Regions from separate parts of the Sus scrofa genome. Here all the other regions are linked to region 4. Evidence: chromatin contacts called from public Hi-C and HiChIP or PLAC-seq data. All regions are on one chromosome and are shown on one strand. The core of a region is the stretch at or near the end of the contact, and the rest is flanking DNA. Distances in the headings are between cores, read along the strand shown.

Region 1 (4,770 bases), core at 1,138-3,637, 220 kb after region 4:
TCCCCCAGGCTCGGCCCACTGCCCCCAAGGCCCTAGCTGGGAAGGGACAGTGGTTCTGGAGATGGCGGATCTGGGGGTAAATCCTGGTGTGACGTAAATTTGCATACGTCTCTTAACCTTTATGAGCCTGAGTTTTTTCCCCTGTAACGTGGAGCTCACATTAAAGGAGATGATTCTACAGGGCTCGCTGCGTGGCCGCTAGCTGTGTGGCCTCTGCCCCCTGCCCTCACCTCACTACCCTTGAGTCTTGCTGACCTCCGGAGGCAGCGTAAGCAGGTGAGAAGAAGGCCAACCCTTGGCACCACAAGGCCCCCAGGGCAGTGACGGCCTCGGCCTGGCCTCCTGCATCCAGAGTCACCACCACCTGCAGTTTGGGCCAGAGCCGAAGGGCCAGCCCTCGGGGTCCCTGCTCCAGGGCCTCCCGCAGCTCAGCTGCCCGTCCAGGGAGAGGCGCTCCTGGGTTCCCAGCAGCTATCGCCTCAGCCAGCTCTTCGCCATTGGCCTCCAGGCCCACGAAGACGTCTAGTAGCTCGACCGCTGTCCCGGCTTCCAGGGCCCGCAGCCCTGGGGACCTCAGTGCCTCCAGCAGCAAAGCCCCAGGGTCCTTGGCTCTGGTAGGGCCCACCTGGCCCAGGGCATGCCAAGGCCAGGGGAGGGGGTAGGGCCAAGGGGAGGAAGGGGTCACACGGGCTGTGCCTCCCGGAGCCAGCACTTCTGGATAGGCCTTGTTTAGCGCTACCAGACCCAGCAAGGTGGCCTGGAGAGAGACAAGAGACAGCATTGGCCTTGGACCTGAACCAGACCCTGAGCCCCCACTTCGGTGGATTTTTTTTTTTTCCCTTTTCTTTTTAGGGCCACACCCACGGCATATGGAGATTCTCAGGCTAGGGGTCAAATGGAAGCTAGAGCCCTGGCCTATTCCACAGCCACAGCAATGCCCGATCCAAACTGCATCTGTTCATGGCAACGCTGGATCCTTAACCCACTGAGCTAGGCCAGGGATTGAACCTGAATCCTCATGGATACTGGTCAGGTTCTTAACGCGCTGAGTTAAGTGGGAATTCTGGGTTTGGGTCCCCCCCCCCATCCTGATGGGAGGGTTTGGCTGCAATTAGGGGGGTCTCTGGTGGGGTCGGGCTCCAGCCTTCCCAGTTTACCTGCAGAGAGGCCTCCCCACAGTACTGGTTTGAGGTAGGGGGCAAGACCTGCCCCCTACCCTCTTCCTCCTGGACCTGGCTGGCCTTGGTCAGTGGAAGATGATTCCGGAAGGTGCTTATATCTGTAGCCCCAAAGACATCACAAAATCTTTATGAAGCCACAGAGTTCCCAAGAGTTTCAGGCCAAGACGGGTGACATCCTTGAGGAAGGAACCCGGAATAGGCCTGGGGGATGAGGGGCTACCAGGACCCAGGATGGGAAAATTCTCTTGACCATTCCTTAGCCTGGGTCAGATCTCTGGGTCAGGCCCCTCTGTGTTGGCAGAAGAAGCGGGGAGGGAGGTTTTCAGGTTTTGGAATCTGACTGTCCTATGGGGTTTCTTTCTCTTTGGGCCACCTCCCCACGCCTTGGGAAACACACCTGTGCTCCCCCTGAGGGGACAGCAGGGACCCTGGGCCCGCTGCAGACACCATCTCAGGGCCTGCTGCTGACTCTGGCCTGCGTGCAGCGTGCTCTGCTCCAGCCTCTTCTGCTGCCAGGCAGCTGCCCAGCACAGGACCCTCCATGCTACACGGTGCTGGAGGCAGACAAGCCAGGACAGCCTGGCATCCTGGGAGTGCCACCACCAGAGCATCACCAGTGGAGGCAGTAGCAGCAACAGCAGGAACAGCAGCAGCAGCAGCATCTCTAAGCCGCTCCCTAGGAGGAGGAAGGCCTCCGCATCGAGGGATTGTGAGGAGGAGGCGGGGACCATCCGTTTCCTCCCCCGCCCCTCCCCCTGGGGGGAATCAGTTAAAATGGAGGTTCGAGAAGCCAGGACCCCTGTCAGGCAGGTGAGACGCAGAGGAGAGAACATCAGGGCTCTGGGGCCACACTGACCTGAATCGGGATCCTGGCTCTGCCCCTGGTTAGCTGGCTGGCCCTGGGGATCTCAGCTCGCCGCTCTGAGCTCCGTCCCCTTCCCCTGTCTGTAAGATGGGAGTAATAACACCCTTCAGAAGGTGCAGGGAAGGCATGGCACGGTGCCTGGCACACAGCGGTTGCCTAACCGATGACACGCCTGGTCCATTCCCGAGTGGCTCTGCTTTGTCCAGGACCTACCCTCTCCCAGCATCGTGTCTCCCCCTGAGCCCCGAGCAGTGATTCCATGTCCCACATGCACCTGTCACAGCCCAAATGTGCCTCCGCCAGGCACCCAGGGTCCCCGCAGTGCTCCGTACAGCCTCAGTGCACAGCGGGCCAGAAAGCTGGGGCCACGACTTTAAAGGGCTGGGCCTGGACCGGGAAATCCGGCTGCTGGGCCTGAGGGAGGTGCTGGGAAGGGGGGGAGCTCTTAAAGGGGCAGGTCACCTAAGGACTGCCGGGCTGGGAGCTGGCCCAAGCTGGCAGGTGGAGGGAGGTTAGGGCCAGAGTAGCATGTGAAGGAAGAGGAAGCTGAGTGTGAAAAGACTGCCTCCAATCAGCTTGAGTGGGGAGTGGGGTGCACCCTATCCTGAAGTAGGTTCAAATTTGCTTCATTTTTTTTTTTTTTTTTTTTTGGTCTTTTTAGGGCCGCACTCGTGGCACATGGAGGTTCCCAGGCTAGGGGTCGAATTGGAGCTACAGCTGCTGGCCACAGCCATAGCCACAGCAATGCCAGATCCAAGCCGCATCTGCAACCTACACCACAGCTCACAGCAACACCGGATCCTTAACCCACTGAGCGAGGGCAGGGCTTGAATCTGTGTCCTCATGGATGCTAGTCAGATTCACTTCTGCTGAACCATGACGGGAACTTTCCAAATTTTTTTTTTAATAAACAGACTTTTATTGAGGTATCTCAGCTCCTTTTTTTTTTTTTTTTAAATCAGATTAGTCAGTTTGTAAAGAGGTTAACAATTCCTGTTCATCATAAGCTTCATTGACAAAAGTCTCACTATTCATTAGATTTGAGAACTGTTAAGAAACAGAATTTTTGGAATTCCTACTGTAGCACAATGGGACACAAGTTTGATCGCTGGCCCAACACAGTGGGTTAAAGATTGGGTGTATGCGACAACTGTGGCTTGGATCTGATCCCTGGGCCAGGAATTCCACATGCTGTGGGGCAGCCAAAACAAATGAACAAACTAACAAACAAACAAAACCCAGAATTTTCTCCAATCCAGAATTGCTCTCCAAAAAGGTGGTAGAGAAAGAAAATGCTTTCGTTATTGAATAAGCATTAAATTGGAGTGAGATGCGTCGCAGGCAATCAGCTGAAACTGCAAAGACCAAAAAAACCTCGCTCCCCTTTAAAGCCAGAGCCGGGCAGACGCCACCTGCTAACAGGTGTTCTCAAAATAACTAACTTTACCTGGTAATTGGGGCCACCACCTGGGTTAGCTTATTGGTTTTATCACAATAAACACAAACTTCTCCTATCGTTATGGCAGGAGGCAGTCCCACGGTTAAGTCCTCTCTCCTCCTGTGCCCTTGACCCAGGCTCTCAGACGCTAAAAGCCCTCTGTCTTGCAAACTCTCTTATTTTCACAGCTGAGCTCCTTTGCACAGGTCTGCTCTATCTGGCTACCCCACCTTGCTTTCACTCCTTTTTAGTTCTTATTTAGGCCTTGCACTTGATTTTAAAAAAAATAACAGCCTTATTAGATATAATTTACACATTTACATATACGAATCACCCATTTAAAGGGTCTAGTTCAGGAGTTCCCGCTGTGGTGCAACAGGATTGGCGGCATCTCTGCAGCGCTGGGATGCAGGTTTGAAGCCCGACCTGGCACATCAGGTTAAGAATTTGTCTTTGCCGCAGCTGCACAACCGTGGTTGGGATCTGATCCCTGGCCCGGGAATACCATATGCCGCAGGGCAGCAAAAAAAAAAAAAAAAAAAAAAAAAAAAAAAAAAAAGTGTACAATTCAATGGTTTCTAGCGTATTCATAGGTATGTTCAATACCATCAATTTTGTAACATTTTCATCACCCCCAAAATGACCCCAGGCCTTTGAGCTAACAAACCCAATCCCTCTCCACCCCTGGTGCTAAGCAGCCTCAAATCTATAGTCTCTTTTTATAGATTTGCCTATTCTGGACATTTCATGTAAATGGAATCAGAGAACACAGAGGTTTTTTTTTTTTTTTTTTTTTTTGCCTTTTTAGGGCCACATCCATAGCATATGGAGGTACCCAAGCTAAGGGGTAGAATCAGAGCCATAGCCGCCACATCTGAGCCACATCTGCAACCTACGCCACAACTCACGGCAATGCCGGATCCTTAACCCACTGACAGGCCAGGGATGGATACTGGTCAGTTACAAGGATAACTCCATACATGAGTTACCATTTTAACCATATTTATGCATCCACTTCGGTGGCATTAAGTACATTCACACTGTTGTACAGACATCACCATTGTCTAGCACCAACCCTTTTTCATCTTCCCAAACTGAAACTATGCTCATGAAACAATAATTCCCCATTCCTGCTTCCCCCAGCCTCTGGTATCCACTATCCTATTTTCTGTCTTTATGAATTTAATGATTGTAGGTGCCTAATATAAGGGGAATCATACAATACTTTCTATTTCCCTTAACACAATGTCTTCACGATTCATCCATATTGTAGCATGTGTCAAAAT
Region 2 (5,075 bases), core at 1,635-4,134, 140 kb before region 4:
ATGAACCCGCTGTAGGACCTGATTCAGTTTCCCTCGTGGGAAAAGATGGTCCCAAGCGCTCTTCCAGCCTGGACATCTCACATCTCCCTGTCTTGCCTAAGTGGGACCCCCAGCTTGGCCCTCAGGGAGGTATGGAAGCAGACAGACTCCTCCCTACCCGCCAAGATGGGATTAAAACAGGAGCCTGGGTAAGGCTCTGCCCTGGTCCCGGGTTGAGAAGGGAGCACACACCTCCTCTAGCAAATTCATCATCACTTTGACATCTTCTTGGGTGATCTTCTTGACTGGCAGGGGCTGGTCGGGACACAGTGCTGCAAGAGAAACGGGTCAGAAAACAGGGGGCATACGCCACCCCACAGTACTGTCTCCTGCCCTCAACAGCAAAGATCAGCAATGAGGGAGAAGACCCCTTTCTGCCCCCAATATCCTCTCCACGCCCCCAGTACTCAATACTCCCTTCCCTGCTTCCAGGGCCTTTTTTTTTTTTTTTTTTTTTTCTCGTGGAAGAGGCTGGATGAGGTAGGGAGATTACAGTTCTACAGTCCCTGGAACCTAGGAGAATGGAGGCAGCTAGCGGAAGTACAGCGCCTACTGACTCATCACCCCTAACCCAGAAGGCAGCCCTAGCCAGCTCACTGGAGCCTCATGGGTCATCAAAAACTGGCACAGTCACCCATCCGCACTTGTTGCGTGTAGTGAGGAGGAGACTTCTCCAGCACTGGAGTGGGGGACACCTGAGCCTCTAGACCCAACCCAGAGATCTCCAGCGACCCAAGAGAGGGTGGGAGGGCAGAGGAGAGGCAGCATCTGTCTGAGGCTCCGCCCACCTCTCGACCCCTACGATTGGTCGAGGTGGAAGCGCGATCTTGACCCCGGCAGCCAAGAGGTTGGCAAATACCCCCTCTGCCCACCCACCTCCCGTTCGCTGGCGCGGCAGACAAGCGCAGGCTCAGGGCGCACCGGGCAGCGCCCTCCCGCAGCCCCCCGCCCCTCTCCTGGCACTGCGGTAGCCCGGGAAGGGGGCCACTGAGAGTGCGCAGAACTACCACAGCAACAGGCGCGAAGAGGTGGGAGGGGAGCGTTCGAGTCCCGGGACCCAACCCACAGACAGGAAATCAGGGAACGAGAGAAGGGGAGAGGAGAAGAGGAAGAGGCGACCGGAGAGGCACCGCAGAATGTGACATCTCCAGGGTGGCTGGAGAGGTGGGACTGAGCACCAGAGGGGATGGGGCGCCTGGACCGGAAGAGGCCCCCCTCCTCCCTGCTGCTGTCCCACCCGCTCTGAGGACCCGGGGACCCTAGTTTACCTTCCTCTAACTCTCGAATAAAGGCGGTGCGCTCGGGGCCAGACACCTCAGGCCGCCGGCTGATGCAGGCAGCTGGCGTCTTCCAGATGCCCGCCGCCTTTCCAGTCCCCAAGCCACTGGCTTGGGAACCAAAAGGTCCTCGGAATATAAAGCGAGTCCACGGCACGTCCGAGTTGTCGAGCACGGACTGTGCATTCCCCTGGTCGACGGAGAATGCAGACGTGCGCTGGGCTCCTGCCTTGGATCCAGACTCGGAGGCCCGGCGAGCGCCTTCCGGGGGTCCTGAGACGCAACTGGATCCGTATCCTGCTCCCTGTCCAGCCTCGGGTGCCTGCGCAGGGACGGGTTCAGGCTCGGTGGAAGGCTGTGGAGCGGGATTGGCTGCGGACGGAGGAGCAGGGGTGACTGCTCCGGGATCCCCGGGTCCCGGCCCGTGCCCGGCGCATCCCTGCCCCAACTCTTTCGGGCGCATCTTGTGTCCGCAGTCGGCTGCCTGTCGCAGCCCGGCCTTTATAACCTGTGCCTAGCTGTGCGCCCGCCGGGCGGTACCACGCGTGGGGGGGTGGCCTAGGAGCAACTGGTGGTGCCCGAGACGAGGGGAGGCTCGGGGGAGAGAGCCAATGGGGGCGGAAAGAGAGCGCAAAAGTAAGAGAAAGGCGAAGAGAAGAAGCGAGTAAACGTTTCAGCTGGTTCCACGGGCTTGGGCTCCCAAGGCAGGCTATTCTCCCCTCTCCACCTCTTAAGAATGGTTTTGCCCAAAGCGGCCGCTTCCCCGGGATTTGGGTCCAGGGACTCTGAGGTCCCTAAGTGGGGGTACCCCCTCCCTCCGCTCTAGCCCGAGGCTTTTCGGCTACCTTCCCTGGATCTGACCTGTGAGTTGGGGCTGTATCGTGTCTTTCCTCGTTGGCTGGGAGATAAATCCAAACGCCAGGACGGTCTCCACGCGCTGCCCAGACTGGCGCGTCACACACGGATCCTGGACTTCATACCCCCAGCGCTCCAGCCGCTCGCTCGGCAGCCCTCTTTCTTATTTCTTGGTTCGTCTTATGGCCTTTCCTCATGCTTCACCTCTGCTTTCATTCGCTCTGCCCGACTCCTTCCACGCGGGCAAACTCCTGTTCTTCCGGAAGACCCCGCTTAGGTGTCTCCGCGTAAAGACTCCTCGGATCCCGCCCTCCTTCACGCCAGAGCATCCTTTACGCGATGGCAACTGTGGTCAGACCGTGTCTGCCTCCACGATCAGAGCTACTCCCCTTCAGCACGGGAAGCAGGTCCCTCAGAGCACAGCACAGGTCCTGGTACCTATGAGGGTCGCCGTAAGTAGGTCCTGAATGAACTGTAGGGCAGCAGAGGGGTCCAGGGGCCATTTCTGTGCCTTTGGACCAGAGGAACCCACAAAACCAAAAAGAGATGGCTGCTGCACTGATTCTTTTAAAGCCTTGGCATCATTCTTGGGGTCCCAGTTTTCCTCCTCTTGAATACTGTCAATCTCCAAATCCTGCTTGATTTACCTCCTAAATATTTCTAAATGTCTGCCTCCTTGTCAGCCCTTCTGCTGTGGAGGTCTCATTCTCTCTTCTAGATTGTTGTGATTCTCCCATTCCCCCATGCCATCCCCACCCCCAGAAATCCATCTCTAGCCCATCTCTCCCATTCATACTCCATTCCAGGTCACCCTTGTCTTTTTCCGCAGCAACGCCAGATCTGAGCCATGTCTGCAACCTACACCACAGCTCACGGCAACACTGGATCCTTAACCCACTGAGCGAGGCCAGGGATCGAACCCACAACCTCATGGTTCCTAGTCGGATTCGTTAACCACTGAGCCACGATGGGATCTCCATATATGTATTTTTTACATCTTCTTTATCCATTCATCTGTTGATGGGCACTTTGCTTCCATATCTTGGCTAATGTAAATAACACTGCTGTGAACATTAAGACTACATAAAGCATGCATGTTTTCTATGGTTTATTTGTCAGCAAAATAGTTTTCGTTGAAGTATAGTTGATTTACAATATTGTATTCAATTCTGGTGTACAGAAAACTGATCCAGTTGCCCATATATATTATTTTTCATATTCTTTTTTTTATAGGTTAATACAAAGTATTGGATATAGGTTCCTGTACTATACAGAAGGACCTTGCGGTTTATCTATTTTATTTTATTTTATTTTATTTTATTTTATTTTTTGTCTTTTTGCCATTTCTTGGGCTGCTCCCAAGGCATATGGAGGTTCCCAGGCTAGGGATCCAATCGGAGCTGTAGCCACCGGCCTACGCCAGAGCCACAGCAACGCGGGATCCGAGCCGCGTCTGCAACCTACACCACAGCTCACGGCAACGCTGGATCCTTAACCCACTGAGCAAGGCCAGGGACTGAACCCGCAACCTCACAGTTCCTCGCCACGACGGGAACTCCTGTTTATCTACTTTATATCTAGCAGTTTGCATCTGTTAATTTATATCTTCCCCACACTTTCCCCTTTGTTAATGATGTTTGTTTTCTGTGTCTGTGAGTCTGTTTCTGTTTTGTAAATAAGTCCATTTGTGTCATATTTTAGATTCAACATATAAGTGATATCATATGGTATTTGTCTTTCTCTGTCAGCGAAAATTCTTTTTTTTTTTTCTTTTTATGGGTGCACCTGCAGCCAATAGAAGTTCCCATGTGAGAGATGGAATCAGAGCTGCAGCTGGGGCTAAACCACAGCCATGGCAATACTGGATCCGAGGCACATCTGCAATCTATGTCCAAGCTTGCAGCAACACTGGATCCTTAACCCACTGAGCGAGGCCAAGGATTGAACCCACATCCTCACCGAGACTACATTGTGTCCTTAACCCACTGAGCCACGATGGGAACTCCAGCAAAAAGTCTTAAGGAGACAAAACCCAACCCCAAGGCTTCCTGTGGATAGTGAGGTTGGAGAACATCAGGAGGTGACAGGGCATCAGCATGGCCCAGACATAATGAGGCTTTAGCCTTGAAGCCCTGTCGAGTGGCTCCCCCATCAGCCACCAGCGTCCTGGACAAACTTACTGAGACACCTCACCTCTGCAGCTCCAACACCTAGCACAGGACAGGACATCAGTAGGGGACCGTTCAATTTTTGCTGCATAGATATTTGCCGAATTGAATTATCCCTGCCTTTGAGAAAACAGCCTCAAGGCCCCTGGGAAGTTTGCAGTGAAGAAGGAAATGGGATGGAGAAGACAGAGCTGAAGGGGACTGCAGGCTCGCCAGGTGACAGAACCCTCTAGGTCCAGGCACTGGTGCCCAGCAACTCTTACTACAGCCACTAGAGGGCAGTGCCAGACCATGGATCACCACCTCACCTCGCCACCCCCGACCAGGCTCCCTATTGCAGGGTCACTAACCCTGCAAAAGAGGCTGTGGAGGGATGGTGTCTCCATTTTACAGATGGAGAAACCAGGGCTCAGACCCCCGTGTCTCTACAGTAAGCATTGTGGCCTGGCTGATGGGTTTCTGCCACTGCCCAGGGCTGTGAAAGAGACCCAGTTCGGGGTCCCTGACCCAGGCCTGGGTCTGTGGTTCCCCTTCGGTCCTCCTGCTGCTGCTCTCACCCAAGAGATCAGCAGAGACCCTAGCTCTCTGCCCTCCCTCCCAGTACACACCCTCTGACCCCTGCTGGACCAGAGAGAGGACCATAGGGGGCACACGACCTGCCAGGCACACCCCACACCACAGCCATCAACTTGGGGCACAGACATGGTGATGCCCAGCCTTGGGCAACACCAGCACA
Region 3 (5,007 bases), core at 1,710-4,209, 180 kb before region 4:
GCAGCTGTAAAAAGCAAAAAGGTGGGGGGGGGGCAGGGGGAGGGAACTCCTGCTCCTGGAGACACAGACTTTTTGTTAAGCTCCTATAATTGAGAAATAGTGGCTTTGGGATTGATGGACCTGTGGAACAGAACCGAGAGTGAAAACATGAACCCCTGGAGAAGTTCCACTGTGGCACAGCAGGTTAGGGACCCAGCGCTGTCTATGCAGAGTCTCAGATCAGTGAGGAGGCAAGGGTTCGACCCCCAGCCCAGCACAGTGGGTTAAGGATCTGGCGTTGCCCAAGCCATGACATAGTCGAAGCTGTGGCTCAGATTCGATCCATGGCCCAAGAATTTCCATGTGGGCACAGAGGAAAATTAAAAAAAAAAACAAAACCTCGGATTCCTGAATGACTCAGTGGAAACGAATCTGACTAGCATCCAGGAGGACGCAGGTTTGATCCCTGGCCTCATTCAGTGGGTTAAGGATCTGGCATTACTGTGAGCTGTGGTGTAGGTTGCAGATGCAGCTTGGATCCTGCGTTGCTATGGCTGTGGTGGAGGCCTGTGGCCACGGCTCCGATTCGATCCCTGGCCTAGGAACTTCCATTTGCCGTGGGTGCAGCCCTAACACGACCAAAAAACAAAAACAAAAAAACAAAAAACCACCCTGCATAAATGTAAATACGATTATGGTAGAGCAAGCAGGACAAATCAGGTATTAGTCAATAAACGGTGCTGGGACAATTGGCTATCCTCATAAGAAAAAAATCAGATCCCTGTCTCACACCACATGCACGCACACAAAAGTTCCAGGTAGTTTAAAAACCTAAATGTTAAAAGGCAAAGCTTTAAAACTTTCCAAAAAAATAAATAAATAAAAAACAGAGTATCTTTATAAACTAGAAGCTGAGAAAAGATTTCAACATGACAAAGAAATGATCTCTTCCTAAAAGGAAAAGATAGGCTGGACCACATTGCTATTTTAAAATTTCATACAATAGTTCCCTTGGAGCTCAGCAGGCTAAGGATCCAGCATTGTCATTTTGGTTGTTTGGGTCGCTATTGTGGTGCAGGTTCGATCCTGGCCCAGGAACTTCCGCATGCCAAGGGTGCAGCCAAAAAAAAAAAAAAATTTTGTGTAACAAAATATGTGTGAATGCTGGGAAGGCCAGCTCTGACTCATTCACTCTTTTCCCCAAACCCCTTTCAAGCAAGGTCATGTCTGTGAGGGCAGCGGTTCCCAGATGGAGGAATACTGTGTCCTCAGCTTCTCAGAATGAGATGGATGTGAGACCAGGATATGTTCCTGACTTGTAGCCATGGGTCCCCACATCCTGATATCAAGGAAGCCAAATTATTTTTTTTTTTTTTGTCTTTTTGTCTTTTGTTGTTGTTGTTGTTGCTATTTCTTGGGCCGCTCCCGCGGCATATGGAGGTTCCCAGGCTAGGGGTTGAATCGGAGCTGTAGCCACCGGCCTACGCCAGAGCCACAGCAACGCGGGATCCAAGCCGCGTCTGCAACCTACACCACAGCTCACGGCAACGCCGGATCGTTAACCCACTGAGCGAGGGCAGGGACCGAACCCGCAACCTCATGGTTCCTAGTCGGATTCGTTAACCACTGCGCCACGACGGGAACTCCAAGGAAGCCAAATTATTAATCCAAAGATTACATAGTAAATACAGAATCAAAAGAACTCTCAAGTATACCCAGCGTTTCCTCCCTTGGGATTGTCTCATCTTGTCCCAGAGTGGGCTTTTTCCCACCCTCTAAGCATCAGCTGGGATGTCACCTAGTCTGAGGGCTTCTGAAGCCTCTGTCACTCTCACGTCACCTTATTCTTTCTTGGCACCTATTATGATCTTGTCATTTTATTGTCTCTCTCTCCCTCTCACCAGATTCCAAAAGGACATAAACCGGCAGTCCTTCGGGCTGACACAGTTTTTTGTTTAGTTTCCCCAGTGTTTTTCCAAAAATTCAATTTACTGGCAATATTTTAAAAATTAAGAGATTTTACATACATCTGGATTTCCAGGTTCTCTTGAAAAAGAAGACCTAGCACAATGCACTGGAGGTTTGTGGCCGCTGCAGCCTCTGCCCCCACCCCCACCCCATTACATCACACTAGGGTGTCTGCACTCCTTTATCTTACCTGCCAGGCCTCTGGAGCCTAAAAACCATGTACCCTGCAACTAAGAGCATTTCAATTCATAAACTCAAAGTGCAAGAAAGGTTGATGTTTTAAAGGAAATAGTTCAACTAGTCTCTGGGAAGGCTCTACCCCACACAATTTGTATAAAAAAAAAAAAAAATGACCCCCTTCTGATGCATGAATTCTTGGCTCCACAAACAGCATTACTCTCCCTTGAACTCGTACTGATGACCTAGGTATTCTTTCCTTAAATTATCTAAAGTAATATAATTTTTAAAGTAGATTATCCATTTTTAGATTGGATTCATCTAAATGATGAGGTTAAAGTTTGGGTTAAACTATTGTACGTTGATTAAATAAAAGTGTCGCCCTCTCTGTAAAGGAGTGAATCTGCAAAGTAGGAAGTAAGTGGGTAGTTGGGTGAATATGAGATAGTGAGAATCTGTCGTGTTTAGTAGGATCAGCACGTAAAGTCCCTCTAAGGAGTGCGAAACACTCCAAGTAAAGGCATTTTCCTGCAACAGTGTCAAGAAAGTGGAACGCGGGGAACACTGCGCAGGCGCGCTCGAAATCGCTTGCCAGTTTTCTGCGCAGCCTCGACAACGTCCTCGAGAGTTGCGCAGGCGCCTAGACCGACCAACTTTTCCCTCCCCCTCCCAACTCTCCCACACAGTTTCTGCGCAAACGCGGTCCCGCGTCCCCGCCCCAGGACCAATCGGAAACGGTGGCGCCCGGGCGTAGAGGGCGCGGCGCCGTGGGTGGGGCCGAGACGTGAGGGCAGCGCGCTGGCGTCATAGGGGCGGCTATATAAGTGAATACAGGCACCGCCCCTCCGCCCCAGTCACTGAGCCGCCGCCGAGGACTCAGCAACCTCCCCCTTGAGCCCCCTCGCTTCCCGACGCTCCGTCCCCCCTGCCCGCCTTCTCCCGCCGCCGCCGCCGCCTTCCGCAGGCCGTTTCCACCGAGGAAAAGGAATCGTATCGTATGTCCGCTATCCAGAACCTCCACTCTTTCGGTAAGTCCTGGAAAGGTCCCAGGGGGAGGAAGGCCCGGGTAGGGCAGCGGGGCGCTCCGGGCCCGCAGGCAGGGCCCGAAAAGCGGCTAAGGGTTCCGGGCTTTTGTGAACTTAGGCGGAGGGAAGATGTCCGGGCTCGCGGACGACTAGGCCTGGGCGCCTGGGTTGGTTTCTGCGCGCGACCGGAAGGAGCGGGTGGGAGGTCAGCCCTTGGGCGGGCCCGCCGTCTCGGGTGGCGCATTTACTAATGGCTCCCGGGCCACCTCTGGCCACACCTGCCCCTCCCTCCACGTCTGCGTCACGTCCGTTACGTCACCGCCGTTGTCACTGAGCGGGGAGGGAGAGGCGGCGCCAGCCCTAAGTGACAAACGTGGGCTCCAATGGGGCGGGAAGTGTGGCCCCGCCTCGGAGCTCGGGTTCCGGCCGGTTGCATCAGCCGGGTGGGGCGCTGCCGGCCAGCCTAGGCTTCACTGACACGTGATCGGCTCCCAAGGGCGGGCCTGGGGCAAGAGGCCCAGGCTTTCTCGGGCTGGGAAAGGCAGCCGTCCCGGATTGACCTGTTCGGGAAGAGCCAACAAAGGACTTATCTGATCTGACTAAGCCGTGACGATTTCAGTATCAAGTTCTGCACCGGGCAAGACATCCCGTGGGAGGGTGGCAGTGGCCTCCCAGCACAACTCTCTTAACGAGCTTGACCTTTCTGCCCAGACCCCTTTGCTGATGCAAGTAAGGGTGATGATCTGCTTCCTGCTGGCACTGAGGATTATATCCATATAAGAATTCAACAGAGAAACGGCAGGAAGACCCTTACTACTGTCCAAGGGATCGCTGATGATTACGATAAAAAGAAACTAGTGAAGGCGTTTAAGAAGGTAGGCTTTTAAAAGAGAAGTTGCGAAAATGGTATTTAATATGCCTACGGGGGGTGCTGTATTGTTACTTCCTGGAAAGGGTATTCGTGCCTTCAAGCTGTTGCTTGGCCTAATGTGTTTTGGCTGTGTTGTCCTTGCAGAAATTTGCCTGCAATGGCACTGTAATTGAGCATCCAGAATATGGAGAAGTAATTCAGCTACAGGGTGACCAGCGCAAGAACATATGCCAGTTCCTTGTAGAGGTGAGTTCAGTCACTTCCTGTTAGTACGTTTTGTGCCTCTGCCCTGGCTAACTAATCTCAGGTCCTGCCTGGTAACTTTCTGCTGGGGATGTAGAAATTTGTTTCGTAAGGCTAAGCCAAACAGCAGTTGAGTTTTGAAATTCAGAGACGGTGTGTTTAGGAAAACACATCTGTCTGCCTTCGGTTTACTGTTTGCATGGAGCTACTTGGAGGGTGCAATTTAAAATTACAGCTACTAAAGCAGGCTGTCTAGTTGACTGCTCATAAGTACTCAAGTCCTATTAAATCATTGGTTACCTGAGTTGAAAGTATAGCTCTGGGACTGCTCTTGCGTGGTATAGAAGCAGGAAGACAGGATTGTTGTCCTCAGAAATGGAGGCCTTTAACTGTATCCCATCTTTAAAATTGCCCTTTTTTCTTTGCAGATTGGACTGGCTAAGGACGACCAGCTGAAGGTTCATGGGTTTTAAGTGCTTTTGGCTCACTGAAGCTTAAGTGAGGATTTCCTTGCAATGAGTAGAATTTCCCTTCTGTCCCTTGTCACAAGTTTAAAAACCTCACAGCTTGTATAATGTAACCATTTGGGGTCTGCTTTTAACTTGGACTAGTGTAACTCCTTCATGCAATAAACTGAAAAGAGCCATGCTGTCTAGTCTTGAAGTCCCTCATTTAAACAGAGGTCAAGCAGTAGGCACCTGGCAGTGTCCCGCCTGAAACAAAGCAATAAGGTGATGTTTCAGC
Region 4 (4,832 bases), core at 453-2,952:
CTAGTAACAGGTAGATTTGAGGGAAATCACGTCAAGGAATCAGCACACACATACTCTCTCTCTTTCTCAATCCAAAGGCGAGACCTTCTGAGCTGAATGGGGTCTTTTCTGCAGACACGGAAGAGACCCAGAATTGAGTTCATAGACAGCAGCCACTGAGGGCAGAAGCAGCCCACAGGGAAGGCTGAATGAAAGGAGCCTGTTCCCCAGGATTGTACCCCTGGGACACAGCCAGAGAAGAGGAACCACGGGGATGCTACTTAGGGTCTCTGTGGGAAGGACAAAGAGCACTTCTTCTAAGGTTAGTATCTGTAGGATTAGGGCTTTTTGAAAGGGGGACAGGCAATCCCTAGAGTTAAGGGGAGGGGCAGAACTCTGAGGGTCCCTACTGCAGCAAGGAGAGCAGAGAAAGAGGGCAGAGACACCAGCCATCCGCCTCAGTGCCCCAGGCTATTCCCATCGCCACCCCCCCAAGCTGTTTAAGAAGCTCGTGAAGTGAAAATACCCCTCGGGGCAGCTGGGTCTACCAGCTGTCCCTCACCCAACATTTCAGAATTTCAGAAACCCAATGATCTGAGCTGGCTGAAAGACAAAGTTACAGGGAGGAGAGAGGAACGGGCTGGCTGACCAAACTGCGCTCTGTGCTGCTCCCCTCCCAACCCTCCCGAAAATCCCCTTCCTAGGCAGACTACCAAGGATCACCTAATGGCAAAACTCCTTGGTACTTCACGGTTTCTGCCAAGGTTGGAGAGGGCAGCAGGCGCTGGGGTTGGCCCTCTGCCAAGCCCGACAGGAGGGCGGCGGCAGCATCCTTCAGCCCCTGGAGGACCTTGCCTCCGTCAAGCCTGGCATCAACGCCAAGGCTGGGGAGAAAGACGGGCACTCCGGCCATCTGTCGCTTAGCGTCTGGGCCCGACGGCACCTCCAGAGCGAGGCGGGTCTTTCCTGGGCCGCCGATCCGAGGCTAGGTCCTCGCGGCGAGGCCTGAGGCGGCCCAAACCCGCGTGGCCCGCGGCGGCTACGCGCCCGAGCTCGCGCTCTCTCTCCATTCCCTCGCGGTGCTCAGTCGACTCTCCATAGAAGTAAGAGGAAGGGCCTGACCCCGGCTTGTGAGGGGTCAGAATGGGGCGACTGGCCACCGCGCTCTGTACTTCCCGTCCCCGGTAACCGGTAGGGGGACCCTGGTCGGGGAAAGAGGTGGCGGGATAAAACCCGAGGAGGCTCAGAACTGGCCCCGGGGTGGCAGTGAGAGGCGCCAGTTAGGGACAAATGCGATTCGGCGGAGGGAAGACAGGCAACGACGGCGGCAAGCACTGTCCAAACTCCCAGGAACTGGAATGTGGGGGAGTGGGGTGGTCGACGGGCCAACATCTGGCCACCGGTCGCTAACCAGGCGAAGGCGATCCTAAAACTAAGACACCCAGAACTTCCAAGCAGGTGCAGGGAGGGCGCGTGAGCCCCAAACCGGCGTCGGGGGAGTAGGTTCCGGGTTGGGGGAGGGAGGCAGGAAGCTTCTGGGCCAGTTGGGGGCCATCGCGTGAAAGCGGCCGCCCGCCACTCACCTCTCTACGAAAGGCCGTGCGCGGTGCTGGGTGCACAGGGCCCAACTCGCCGCCTACCTTCCGGAGCGCTCCAGCCTCCCGCAGCCACCCGGATCCGGCTTTTGTTCCGGCTTGGGCGGGTTCTCCCCGCCCCCATCGGCACACCGTGCGAGCCGCCCGGCGATTGGCCACACGTGGTCTCTAGCCTGAGCTCCAGGCTTCCTCCCAATTCGCTGCCCGGCATAGCCCCGCCCTCGGGTCCGGGGTCCAGGAGCTGCTGGGACTTGCAGTCCTGATGGTGCGTCCCAGACTCGAAAGGGGCCGCCCAGAGCCTGCCCAGCTTGGGAGGTGTCGGGGGCGGGGCCTAGGGTGGGGAGATGGGCTGGGCTATGCTGGGAGGAGAACGTACGAGATTGGGGGCAGTGGTCTGATCTTCTAGGGTTGGGCCGACCGCCGCTGATACTCTAGGCGTTGGGCGGACAGCCGCTGAGATGTGGCGGGCTGCGGTGTTGGCGGTGCAGGCTGTAGCGCAGCTTTTTGGGGCCCTGGAGTCTCCTTCCCGTCTCCACGTGGGAGAAACTGACGTCTTCCACGCAGGCAGCCAGAAAGCCACCACACCCAACCCAGTTGCTCAGGTCCCCCTTTTAAGCAGCCAGGGCAGACTGCTTACGCACGTGGACCCTCGGGGTTGAGCTGGTGGGACGAGGCTAATAGATTAGATTTACTAATATGGGATAGAGCGGGGGATTGCGTGAGCAGGTGGGGCTAGGAAGGCGCCTGTCACACCGTTTTGTGTCCCTCACCTGCTCATCTCCGAGCAGAACTGAGTATTCAATGGGAGAGTCTAGCACGGGGCTGGGGTCGTCTCTGCTGGTCATCAGCGCCTCGCCCCTCCCCTACAGTCCCACCCTTAGACCCTGGAATGAATGAATGGCTGCCTCCCCCTTCTCTATTACCTGTGCATAGTCTATATTTTCCACGTCGAAAACTGGGACACCCGATCTGATAGGTGCTGACGAACTTGTGGCGCAGAATTTTTGAAATCATACAGACCTAGAAACCAAGACATGTATTTCCTGCTGTGACATTCTGAAGCTCTCCTCTGTCCACCCCAATCCTGTAGGTCTCCCGAGCTGCTCCCTGACCCTAATAGCGGTCTAGCTCCCGGGAGGAGAATCATGCGCTAAGCAGCTCAGGTGAAAAGGTCAGCCCAGTGAACAGAGAATCAGCAGCCCCGGGAGCCTGCCAACCACTGGGGTCATACACTGCAATAATGGTGTGATATTCTTGTGCACAAAAACTTGGCCAGACCCTTCTCCCCCCCATTCCAGTCATAGCCAGGAGTGGGGCAGCTAAATTTGCTGCCCATGCCTGAAGGAAGTGATCCCTGATGATGTCACTTTCTGGTCCCGTCCCTGAGAGGCATCTTTTTGAAATAGCAGTTCCTCAGCTCCTCTCTCCTTTTGGTCGTAGTCTTCCACTCCTACATGGATTGAGTGCCATCCCTGCCAAGAATCTCCCCAAATAGCATCAGTCTTGGAGAAGGATCACATCTTCACACCTAAGGAAAACAACCCCTATGAAGCACTCTATATCTTCCCTTTCTGTGCCTCGAGGGACAGCAATTCAGGATCTCAGGGGCTAGTGGGGGCAACTGCAATCAGGGGGAATAAACGGCGTAAGCATTATCCCTCTGGTTAGAAAGATACACTTGGGGAGTTCCCGTCATGGCACAGTGGAAACAAATCTGACTAGGAACCATGAGGTTGCTGGTTCAATCCCTGGCTTTGCTCAGTGGGTTAAGATCTGGCATTGCCATGAGCTGTGGTGTAGGTCGCAGACGTGGCTCAGATCTGGTGTTGCTGTGGCTGTGGCGTAGGCCGGCAGCTGCACCTCCAATCAGACCCCTAGCCTGGGAACCTCCACGTGCCACAGGTGTGGCCCTAAAGGGAAGGAGGGAGGGAAGGAAGGAAGGATGGATAGATACACTTCGGAGTCCCTGTTGTGGCGCAGCAGAAACAAATCATACTAGTATCCATGAGGATACGGGTTCGATCCCTGGCCTCACTCAATGGGTCAGGGATCCAGCATTGCCATGAGCTGTGGTGTAGGCTGCAGACTCGGCTTGATCCCATGTTGCTGTGGCTTTGGTTGTGGCTATGGCTGTGGTGTAGGCCAGCAGCTACAGCACTGATTTGACCCCTAGCCTGGCAACTTCTATATGCTGAGGTAATGGCCCTAAAAAAACAAAAACAAGAAACAACAACAAAAAAGAAAGATACCTACATCCAGAAATAGGCATCCATGTAAAATAGAAACTGTAGCAAACTTTGTACATCATTTTTGACAATTTTCCTGAGAAACCTGGAAAAATACTGCCTGGCTTCCTCCGTCCTTCAGGTGCCGTGAAGATCACAAAGTGTTTTGTAAACTGCCAAAAAGAATACATTATTGTTGCTGTTTTATTGGATTTTTGAAAATATCTTTGCTGGAAATCCCACTGTGGTGCAGTTTAAGATCTGGTGTTGTTTCTATGGTGGTGCAGGTTTGATTCCTGGCTCAGCACAGTGGTTTAAGCATCTGGTGTTGCCATAGCTTTTGCTTTGATTTGATCCCTGACCCAGGAACTTCCACATGCCACAGATATGGCCAAAAAAAACCCCCCACAACATCTTTATTAATATGTAATTGAAGGATAATAAACTGAACATATTTAACATGTACCATTTGATGCATTATAAAACATGTGTACACTGTGAAAGCGTTACCACAATCAAGGTAAATACACATACCCTTCACTCCCAAAAGTCTCCTTATATTCCTTTATAATCTCTCCCTCCCTACCCTACCTCCACATGCCCAGGAGGCATCATTTTGCTTTTGGACAATATAGTTTGTTTGCATTTTCTAGAATTTTATATAAATGGAATCATATAGTCTTTTTATCTGAATTCTTTCATTCACCATAATTACTTTGAAATTTATCCATGTTATGCATGTACCAATAGTTTTTTTCCTTTTTGTAGCTGAATAGTATTCCATTACATGGATAAACTATAGTTTGTTTATCCATTCACCAGTTGATGTGTATGTTTCCAGTTTGCGGCTATTACAAATAAAGCTGCTATGAATGTTCCCATATAGCTTTGATGTCTCTTGAATAAATTCCTAGGAGAAGAATGGCTGGGGAGTTCCCGTCATGGCGCAGTGGTTAACGAATCCTACTAGGAACCATGAGGTTGCGGGTTCGGTCCCTGCCCCTTGCTCAGTGGGTTAACAATCCGGCGTTGC
Region 5 (4,639 bases), core at 1,489-3,988, 180 kb after region 4:
TTGTCTGCCCCTTCCCCCTGCCCAGAGGGACCCCTGAGTCCACTCACTTTTATTTCATTTTCTAGCCATCACAACTTTCAGGTTCCCAAGAAATTAATGTCACGCAAATGTTAGCAAACGCTTAGGCCCTGAAGAGTACTGACCTGCGCCTCCTAACTGCTGTGGCCCCAGAGGCAGTGGAGGAAGGAGGATGGGGCTGGGGTGGGGAAGAAAACCGAACCAGAGGGGCACCAATGACGAGGAACGCTAAAGGGTCTGCACCTGGGCTGCTGCTTGCTCACCTGCATTCGTTCCACAAACAGACCAAAGGAGGGCCTGCTATAAGGGAAGATGAGGCACATCTAATTCCAAATGCCAAGCCCCGGCTCTACCCTTTTCTAACCGTGTGATTTAAATCAAGCTACGTCAATGCCTTCAGCATCATCTCTAAAGTGGAGACAACTCCCACTATTTCCCCGGACTCTTGTAAGGAACATGTGTGAAAAGAACTTGGCAACTTTAAAATGACATAAAAATTAGCTGTTACCACCTTTCTATAGCCTAAAGGCAGAAAAAGGCCCACCGGTTCTAAGAGGCAAAAGAGAGGAAGGGCATGGGAGGGGAGGGGCTTCTGTCCCCCACACAGTGCCCTGCCCCTCGCTGCCAAGCAGTATCAGATCTCTGCTTGGCCTCTATACTCTCTGGGTGCCTAAAGTGGCTGCCTAACCACCCAGGGCACTGGTGTCTTTCTGTCTCTCTGCAAGGGAGAGCTTTTCCTTCAAAAGCCTACTTCAGAATCAGAGCTGGGAGCCCACATCCAGACAAAGCAGTCGCCTCCAAAGGCTGGCCAGCCTCACCCTGGGTCTCCCAGAGAGATCCAGAAACACAGCCTACTGCCGAGGAGGTATGTCTAGTCGAGACCAATGGCCGGTGAACAGCTGGCCTCTCAGGCCCTGCCCCTTGAGGCACAGGCTGACCAGATTAGAGAAACCAGGCTGACCGCAGAAGTCTCTACCAACCCTCTAAAGAAGTCCACACAGACAGAGAGCTTGTGATCCGACTGTGGACCCTAACAAGGCAGGTTTTTTGGTTATTCCATACAAAGTAAGTGCATCCCAGGCTTAGCTCAAAAGTCTGTAGAAGACACTGGTGATGACTGTCCAGAAGTGGTCCGAAAGATCTCAAGGCAAAACCACCTCAGACCTTGCCATCTCAGGGCAGTAAAGGTGGCCCAGAATACTGAAGAGGTACCGAAATTCCCAAAGACTGTGTGGCCTTCCCTCCCTTCCTCCACTGTAGATAGCAAGGGTCAGTCATGGCCTCAGAGTCAGGCTGCTCTCATTAAGGTACAGTCTCAGGCCTGTACTTTGGCCACATAACAAAGAACCTCCCAGCCTGGTCTGAGACAGCAGCCATTTCACACACCTAAGTTTCAAGCAATGGACAAGGATCAGATGTCAGAACCAGCTGTCTCTAGGAAAAGCTGGGGAGAATCAGCACTTTCGGGTGTGGGAATTCCTTGGGTTACACTAAAAATTAGCACATGAAGAACCCAGAGGTGCCACTGTGATCTCCACCTAATCCTCTGCAATCTACAACTGAGTTGATCAAGTCCAGAAAGGAATGGAAATAGACCCTAGGACTAGAAGTGGCATGACCTGTTGATCAGGGAGGTGAGTGTGTGTTTAGCAGTGGGAAAGAGCCTAGCACTCCTCAATTCCAGACTCCTTATTTTTGGTCTTTTTCCTCCTCTCTAAAGACCAACGGACACCAGTCCCAGGACGAGCAGTCCCTCTGAGGTAGCTTGGAACCACTCGCGTGCTCTGGGAGGACCCGGTTGAGACTCCAGCAAGGGGGGAGGAGAAGGGGAGAGAGATGATAATGAATGGGCAGATCCACTCTGATCTGTGTGATCTGTAGCTAGGATTGAGCAAACCTCAGCTAAATTGTTCAGAGGCAGGAAAAGCGATACACTCAGGGAACGACACAACCAGAGAACACCATAACTAGAGGACGGGGCTGGGGCAGAGGGGAGCAAGCCGAGGAGAAGACAAGGCATTCCTAAAGAGTGACCCTGACTTTAAACTCTGCTAGGATCCTGGGTGGCTGTCTAGCTTGAGGAAAGAGAGGAAGTAAGGAGTTGTGGGAGCGGTCTCACCCAGGACCACCCCCCCCACACCCCGCCCCAGCCTCAGGATATCAAGATAAAATTCCTCTAGGGCTGGAGGGACAACAGTTTTTGTGGGACGGGGTAAAGGAAAACAGCGACAGACAACACTTCTGGCTACCTCTAAAAGAGAAGTCGGACAGGCTCCTTCACACCTGACAAAGATTCCTCCAATTCTAGGAGGAGAGGGAGCGAAACTTAGGGTCTCTCCCTCCCACCACCGGGCTGGACAGGCCAGAGGAGAGCCACAGGGGTTTCCCAAGGGTTACGAAGGGCAAGTAAGGGAAGGAAAGAAGAGCCCCCCCGGCCCCCGCTCTGGCTCGACGCCTGGGGAGCCCCTTAAGAGGGGGCTACGGGTCGGGGGAGGGGTCAGTATCCCCCCAAGCCGGGGCCGGGCGGGAGGAGGGGCTGCCCCGGAGAGGTTTCAACGCGAGCGAGACACTGGGTCCCGGGACAGGCACACTCACGGTGGCTCCGGGGCGGTGGCGTTACTTGAGGCCGGGGCTCGGACAGGCTCCGCTCCTCTCCCCCCGGCGGTGTCCCAGGCTCCGGCCTCCACTTCCGCCTTTCAGCCGCTCCGGATCCGGATCTCCACCTCCGACCCGCCCCTCAATACCCAGGTGACTGACAGGGCGGCGAAGCCAATGGGAGGCACTCTTGGCCGATTCACAGGCGGGGCTGGCGGGGAGCGCGGGAGAGGTGGGAGAGCGCACGCAAGGGACGGCGGGAATTGTAGTGCGTAGCTCCAGGAGGAGCCGCCTGAGACAGGCTTAGGGTGGAGCCCGATGTCGGCTAGGCGGAGCCCGGCCGGGAACTTTTTAAGGGCAGGCCTGCCGATCGCGTCATCGCGGGTTCCAGGCACCCCGAGGGGAGGCGGGTGGCGGAGCGTTGCAAGAGGGTAGGAGGCTGTGTGTGCAGAATTGGGAAAGGAAAAACATGATGTGAATGAATATGCACGTAAGGCCGCGTGGACCAGTCCTGAGCACTCGCTAGACTGGAGGAGCCCGTGTCTGCGCTTTTGGGCCAAGTCAGTTCTGGGAGCCCCACGGGTGGGGACATTTTGATATGGGGAAGATTATGGAAACGCTATAGTAAGGGCTTTCTGGAGACTACTGGGTAAGATCAAAGGGAGAGCCCCTGCCACTGCCCAGCAGTAAACTAGGACCCTCTGCCTTTGGCTCAACCGGAACCGACTCTGCCCCTGTCTCTCCCCACCCTCAACCAGTTCCAGCTCTTGTCTCTTAACTCCAAGCACAGAGCCAGACACTTCCCATCCAGTGAACTGGACCCACTTCTGTTTGCCCCCGCTTTGCCCTTCACATGGATCAGGGCTTTTTTTTTTTTTTTTCCCTGCTCCCCTCAGTATGGATTAGGACCACTTCTGCTCACCCCCAACCCCCCCAACACAGCTCCTCTGCTTCTGCATCTCACCCCCAGAGATACTACTCAGCACCTGAATGGAATACTAGCTCACCCGGAGGCAGCTGTGGGCATTGTTCCTATGACACCAGCCAACACCAAACATACCCTGGAGCCTGAGCTGGAGAATGGACCTTGCAACCTGTCCAGGACAACTTGCCCACACCTGGTTCCATTTGGTCACCAGGGTGCCTCTAACAACGTCCATACCACCAACCCCTTCAGTGATTGTCAGAGAAGTGAAAGCTAAGAAAGAAGAGAGAGCTTAAGAGAGCAAAGGGGATGGGGCAGAGTGGGATTCTTAGTAGGTTCTGGCTGGTGACAGCACTTCTTCCAGACCCTGCTGTTCCTAGCCTGCAACAGGCACAGGATTGGTTAATGCAGAATTAGTGGGGAGTCCTGTGGGTCACCTTGGCAGGGCTGGAGGTGGACTTGAGTCAGGGCTCTGTCCCTCCCACATATCGTGTCTGAGTCTGTGGCTGTGACCAGGTGAGGGGGAGGGTGGGTATGACGGGCCCATAGTGACTCATTACGGTTTCTGCCTCATCCCTGGGGCCCCTGGTGGCGTGAATGTGGTGCCAAGTGGATTGGTTGGCACCTTTGCCCTCCTAGAGACAGCAACAGGGCCCTGGGGTATGGTGGGGGAGTGACTACCTACCGTGTAGGCTCCTCCAAAGCCCTGGGGCGCTCAGACCAACCCCCAGAAACAGCCGGAGCCAACGCTACAAAAATAAAGAGTTTATTTCTATCCAAAAGTGAGCCCAGGGTGTTGAGTGGTAAAGGAGAGCTGGAGACCAAGGGGAGTTGTTGAGAAGTCAGGGCCCTGAGGTGGAAGGGGGAGAACAGGCGTGGCTGAGGTCTGGGGTGGGGTGGGGGGAGGAGTGCTGCTAGGACTGCGTCAAGTTCCTGGCAGCAGAAGAGACCACTTTTAGTGACGGCCTGCAGAGAGACAGAAAGAGATGTTGATAGACCCAAGCCTGGAGGGAGAAATAGACAATACTGGGCCCAGAAAACATGGGGGCAAAGGAGTCTGGGAGCATACCCTAAGACAGGGATTGCAAACTCAGATACCCA

Evidence for each region. A called contact is a pair of places that touch in the nucleus more often than the background predicts. HiChIP or PLAC-seq counts read pairs in DNA pulled down with a chosen protein or histone mark.
Region 1: an H3K27ac HiChIP or PLAC-seq map of alveolar macrophages shows a contact between it and region 4. The contact joins the promoter of GHDC here to the promoter of ACLY in region 4. A contact is called at or near these places in 1 of 5 promoter capture datasets (fetal skeletal muscle) and 1 of 2 datasets of contacts at active chromatin or transcription factors (alveolar macrophages).
Region 2: an H3K27ac HiChIP or PLAC-seq map of alveolar macrophages shows a contact between it and region 4. The contact joins the promoter of HAP1 here to the promoter of ACLY in region 4.
Region 3: a Hi-C map of liver shows a contact between it and region 4, with 4 times the contacts expected there. The contact joins the promoter of EIF1 here to the promoter of ACLY in region 4. A contact is called at or near these places in 1 of 47 Hi-C or Micro-C datasets (liver) and 1 of 2 datasets of contacts at active chromatin or transcription factors (alveolar macrophages).
Region 5: a Hi-C map of liver shows a contact between it and region 4, with 4 times the contacts expected there. The contact joins the promoter of RAB5C here to the promoter of ACLY in region 4. A contact is called at or near these places in 3 of 47 Hi-C or Micro-C datasets (heart right ventricle, liver and skeletal muscle) and 1 of 2 datasets of contacts at active chromatin or transcription factors (alveolar macrophages).

The regions. Positions count from the first base shown.
Region 1 is chr12:20,578,645-20,583,414 of Sscrofa11.1, reverse strand. It overlaps GHDC (GH3 domain containing), which reads right to left and starts at 2,387. Exons shown (of 10, transcript NM_001246239.1): 1 at 2,260-2,387; 2 at 2,038-2,126; 3 at 1,579-1,857; 4 at 1,158-1,279; 5 at 256-757. The coding sequence starts at 1,843.
Region 2 is chr12:20,936,272-20,941,346 of Sscrofa11.1, reverse strand. It overlaps HAP1 (huntingtin-associated protein 1), which reads right to left and starts at 2,884. Exons shown (of 11, transcript XM_021066999.1): 1 at 1,308-2,884; 2 at 232-311. The coding sequence starts at 1,779.
Region 3 is chr12:20,975,027-20,980,033 of Sscrofa11.1, reverse strand. EIF1 (eukaryotic translation initiation factor 1) reads left to right here and starts at 2,959. Exons shown (of 4, transcript XM_003482982.4): 1 at 2,959-3,152; 2 at 3,861-4,024; 3 at 4,165-4,266; 4 at 4,692-5,007. The coding sequence starts at 3,122. The coding sequence ends at 4,736.
Region 4 is chr12:20,793,585-20,798,416 of Sscrofa11.1, reverse strand. It overlaps ACLY (ATP citrate lyase), which reads right to left and starts at 1,702. Exons shown (of 31, transcript NM_001105302.1): 1 at 1,563-1,702.
Region 5 is chr12:20,612,090-20,616,728 of Sscrofa11.1, reverse strand. RAB5C (RAB5C, member RAS oncogene family) reads right to left here and starts at 2,738. Exons shown (of 6, transcript NM_001244254.1): 1 at 2,614-2,738.